Regions from separate parts of the Mus musculus genome. Here region 2 is linked to region 1. Evidence: chromatin contacts called from public promoter capture Hi-C data. All regions are on one chromosome and are shown on one strand. Each heading gives the region's core, a stretch centred on a gene start, on an enhancer-like site or on the middle of the called end of the contact. The rest is flanking DNA. Distances are from core to core; before and after follow the strand shown. Region 1 holds the start of Olfr1228 (olfactory receptor 1228). Region 2 holds the start of Olfr1241 (olfactory receptor 1241).

Region 1 (2,700 bases), core at 94-2,593:
TTTCTCTGATTCATCACTTTGTCTATCCCTCAATTAGTTGTCACTTTCAAACATGGATGCTCCCTTCTATAAACTAAGATTACCATTACTGTTAGGGATTAAAGGTGTGTATCAAGGGTATGTTTACATCCCAAGCAGATTGCCCTGTATCAGAAGGTCTGCATTCTGGCTGGATCATATGAACCTTGACCTAACTGGTTTTGGGAAGAGACCTTGGCTATATAATACATTACTTCCCCAGTATTTTATTAAAACTGTGCTATAATGAATGACTTCTTAATGGGTGTTGTGAATCAGAAATGATAGCTTATATTTGCATAACAAATGTTCTTACCCACTGGTCTACCTTCCCAGCATTGTAAGCATAATATGTTAAAAGTCATGAGAAACCACTATTAGTTTCTTCCACATTTTTCTAATGGCATTCTTCATTTCCTTATTCCTGAAAGTGTAAACCATAGGATTCAGAAGTGGTGTTATGATGGTGGCAAATACAAAGGCATTTTTTTCAGAAGAGAAAGCAGAAGGAGGTCGTGCATATATTAAAAAGCATGGGACAAAGAACAAAAGCACAACTGTAATGTGGGATCCACATGTGGAGAGAGCTTTACGCCGCCCTTCAGAGCTGTGAGCTCTCAGAGAAAACAAGATGACACCATAGGAGACAAGCAAAATAGAGAAGATTATGATGCTGATAGACCCACTGTTAGAAAACACCAATATGACAAATATGTGTGTGTCAGTGCAGGCAAGCTTCAGTAATGGGAACAAGTCACACAGATAATGATCAATGACATTGGGTCCACAGAAGGGCAGCTGCAAAGTGAAGATAATTTGTATGAGAGAATGTAAGAATCCTCCTGTCCAAGATACCATCACCAAAATGCCACAGAGTCTCCTGGTCATAATGGAGGAGTAGTGAAGGGGCTTGCAAATGGCCACATAACGGTCATAGGCCATGGCTGACAAAATAATCACCTCTATTCCAGTGAAAAAGTGAATAGCAAACAGTTGTGTCATGCAACATTCAAAGGAGATGGTCTTCCTTTCATAGAAGAGGTCTACCATCATCTTAGGGGTGACAGTGGAAGAAGTGCAAGCATCCAGTAAGGACAGGAATATCAAGAAGAAGTACATGGGAGAGCTCAGCAGTGCAGGGCTGTAGATGATAGTCACCACAATCATAATGTTGCCCCCAATAGTTGCAAGGTAAATAAACAAAAATACAACACACAGTATGTTCTCAACATTTGGGTTCTGTGAAAGTCCAAGGAGAATGAACTCAGTGACAAAGCTTTGATTTTGCATTGTTTTCAAGGAAATGTTAAAGTAAAATCTGTTCATGTAAATCTGCAATTATGAGAAAAGAATACCTGTTCAAATTCATTTAATTATCATGTAGAAGATGGTCTTTGTTTATTTTGCCAGTAAAACAGAATACTGTAACTTTTTAAGTGTATAATTTTATAATATGTAACATTTAGCTGAGATAAAGTAGTGGGTAATATAAAAAGCCACATCTAGAATATTGGAGATAAAAGCATCTACTTGGGTGACAAGAGAGGAATCGATTATATTTGAATGATCAGCTTCTATCAGTCTTTATGGACTTCCTGAAGAGACGGCTTGAAATGCATTTTAAACTATTCAGGATGTAAATGAAGACCAGAAGTTAAGTCTACATTGACTGACAAGAGCACTGCCTTATCTACCAGCAAAAAGGGGTGAAAGACTCTATATAATGCTTCGAAATCATCAATGCAACTCAAACGTATGTAAAACTGTGAATTTATTGGAATATCCAATGACTTAGTCTGCTTTTCATAAAACAAAAACTTCTGTGGGAAAATATGTAGCACTCTATATGATGCATATGTTGAAAGTGTGAAAATTTCACTGAATAATTTTATAGTATAAGTACAAACTTTGTAAAAAAAAAAAGCTATTCTGTTTTTTTTTATAATGGCTAAGTGAAATATTACAAATAGAATTAAAAAGCGATTGCTCCAGACTTGAAATTCTAGTCAGTTAGGAGTATTTTACAAGGGTTTCTGTATTTTATTTTTGCAAAAGTTATTGTCAAAGATATTATATTATATTATTATATTATTTGACAAACAAAACTCACTCAACCTGGGACTTTCGAAATCCAAGCTCCTACATGCATGATGCTTCTACACAATCAACAGAGTAAAGAGAGATTTTGTTTCCTTTGTAAAAGCTGTAGGAAAAGGATGTTCTGTATAGTCTCTTTCTTTTTGTAAAGCTTAAAGCATCTTCTTCCTTTGTCCTTGTGCAAATTAGACATCCTGAAAAAGGCAACAGAGTCAATTATGAAGAATCAGATGACCACCAATCAGCTACGAATGACAACACATAACTGAGAAAGTGAAACTCTCCTCAAATATAAATTAGACTATTCTGACTATTATTTGCAAAGTTACATGCTTTGAATTTTATAATAATTCTCTGTAAAACATGGCCATGACATCTTACCAGCTCATCTCCATTATACTGTCAAATTCAAAAATATCAAAATGTTACTCAGTGTAGCATTCCTTTACAACCCTAGATGTAATTAATTCATAAGAAAACTCAAGTCTGTTGCCCACTGAATGTATTTTCACAAACCTTTTGTGTAAATATTCTAGCTTTCTGATTCATTTTCTGTAGGCAGTCACAACTCAAAAGGCACCTGTC
Region 2 (2,700 bases), core at 173-2,672, 230 kb after region 1:
ATGTGCTGGTGTCACTGTGGAACAGAATAGTGGGAGTAGCCAGCCAATGACTGATACAACTTGAGGCCCCTGACTTCAGAGGGAACCTACTCCCGACACTGCCTGAAATACCAGGAAGCAGAGGCTGGATAGCCTAGAGATCTAGGATAAAACCAAACATGATTGACATAAACAAAAACAAAAAAATCAATGAAATGCTTCCTAATGATATTCTGCTATACTCATATTGGTACCTAGACCAACTGTTATCAGAGAGGCTTCATCCAGCAGAAAACCATAGACAAACATTAGGCAGAGCTCAGGAAACCCCATGGAAGAGGGAGAGAAATAATTAATTTTAATCTAAAGTGATTATTTCGATATTTTGTTGTTATGTATTTATTTCTTTAAAGAAAATTATCCATAAAGATACATTGAATGAGTTCTATCATTACTGCTTAAAGCTGGTTGCCTTTTTGTACTTTAATTACTAGCACCATCAATGAAAAGACATTGTTATTTTATCTCTAGGGAATACCTTATATAATAGATTTTCCATAGACCTTTTCATCTCTGAGTTTCTCAAGGCATATATTAAAGGATTCAAAATAGGAGTAACAATTGTATAAAAAACAGTAATGGATTTATCAATAGGAAAGTTGTGAACAGGTCTAACATACATGAAGATACAGGGAACAAAAAAGAGGACAACCACCATGATGTGGGAGCTGCAGGTAGATAAGGCTTTCTGTCTCCCTTCCTGACTGTGAGTCTTAAGAGATCTTAGAATGATTCCATAGGAAATTATGAGAATAATAAAGACTAACATACATATTGCTCCACCATTGGCAACCACAGTGAGGCCAATAATATGTGTATCTGTGCATGCAAGTCCTAATAATGGGTACATGTCACAGATAAAGTGGTCAATTACATTTGGACCACAAAATGGAAGATTATATACAAAGAGAAGTTGAGCTACAGAGTGTGCAAGGCCTCCAGCCCAGGAAACCACCAATAGGAGGAAGCAAACCCGCCTATTCATGATGATCAAATAATGCAGTGGTTTACAGATGGCCACATAACGATCATAGGCCATCACCATTAGAAGGAAGACCTCAGCACCACCAAGTAGGTGCTCTAAAAAGAGCTGAGTCATGCAAGCTGAAAAGGAAATTGTTTTTCTATCACAGAGCAAGTCTACCATCAACTTGGGTGAGATAGCAGTGGAATAAACAGCATCCAGAAGTGACAGATAGGCAAGGAAGAAGTACATTGGAGTCCCTAAGGAGGGACTGGCTATGACTGTCCCCACAATGAGTAGATTACCTACTATAGTCACAATGTAGATGAGTAAAAACATGACAAACAATGCTCTTTGTCCAACATGATCTTGAGTGAGGCCCAGGAGAATGAACTCTGTGACATTGCTTCTCTGTCCCATTGACCTTCTTGAAAGTCTTGATTTACTGATGAAAGCTCTTGAACAGACCCTGCCTTGACGTTGTGATCTTGACCATCAGTTCACTATGGCATTAAGCACATCATCATTATCTGTCCCATAGATAACCATTTCTACTTCTTCCAATGATCCCCATACATCTTCTATTAACTCCTTCGCCTAAGAGGATTTTGTTGAGCCTACAAATATAATGTCATATATCAAGATACAGTGGGTAGTTTAGCTAGAATTTTATTCATCTTGTTATTCTTATTTTTCAAAGAATTATCTTTTTGACCAACTCTATATATTCTTCTCTCTATATCATTCATGAATGCCATGTCTTAATTATTTTTTGGTATCTACTGCTTTGGGGTTGTATTGTTCTTATTTCTGTAGAAAATAAGGTGCATTATTAAAAGAGATCTTAGGTAAAGTGACAAATAGATTACTGGAGTGTGTATGATGAGGAAACAAATCAACAACAAATGGAAGAAAGCAAAATGAGCAGCTAAAGTGAGGAAAGGAAAATTATAGCAATAACCAAGAAAATTAGAGTGATTTATATGTATGAAGATGGCATGATAAAAATCTATCATTGTGTTAATCCAAAACCTAGTTATATATAAAAAAACTTTAAAGAAAGATGTCATTGAAGAGCTGTACCTCATTCTTCTTGTTTAAAATGTGACTTTTTAGCACATCTGTTAGCCATAAAAAGCAAACTCAAGGCAGATATTTTTGAGAAATCTTTCAAGATCGTAAATGGGCCATTACTCTATTGACTAATATAGTCTTTCCTTAGGATGGATGGAGTTTATCTTTAAAATGTAATCTTGATCTCTTCAAGCATCCATTTCATTGGTATTAGATTGTGGTACTAGATATTGACAAGGGTATCTCAATGAACTTCCAGCCTTCAAAACTTTTTCAATGGATTTAATGAGGACTGAATTTAAATAGTCTCATATAACTAATAAATTAATTATCCCATTTATGTCTGTAGCACTTATTTTATTTGACTCTTTAGGGCTTTCAAATAGCCAAAATTCTATTCCTTGAACCATTACCTTCACTGAGAATTCATACCTAACTATATTTACTGTACAGTTTTGAGCAAGTATGATTTAACCAAACAGTTTAAACTAGCGAATGCAAGCAAGTACCTCATCAGATAGAAACTTCTGTTTTCAAAACTCTTAGAATGAACTGGGTAGTATAACATAAGAACAGAAACTAATCAGATATAGAGGCAACTGAGGTTGCTGATCCTGAGTAAG

The links. Promoter capture Hi-C pulls out the DNA fragments that hold promoters and counts their contacts.
Region 2: a contact with region 1 is called in a promoter capture Hi-C map of the HPC-7 cell line. The contact joins the promoter of Olfr1241 here to the promoter of Olfr1228 in region 1. A contact is called at or near these places in 4 of 39 promoter capture datasets (the C10 cell line, the HPC-7 cell line and stem cell-derived epiblast-like cells) and 1 of 9 other capture datasets (adipose tissue).

What each region holds. Positions count from the first base shown.
Region 1 is chr2:89,248,349-89,251,048 of GRCm38.p6, forward strand. It overlaps Olfr1228 (olfactory receptor 1228), which reads right to left and starts at 1,344. Exons shown (of 1, transcript NM_146971.1): 1 at 373-1,344. The coding sequence starts at 1,344. The coding sequence ends at 373.
Region 2 is chr2:89,481,711-89,484,410 of GRCm38.p6, forward strand. It overlaps Olfr1241 (olfactory receptor 1241), which reads right to left and starts at 1,423. Exons shown (of 1, transcript NM_146455.1): 1 at 479-1,423. The coding sequence starts at 1,423. The coding sequence ends at 479.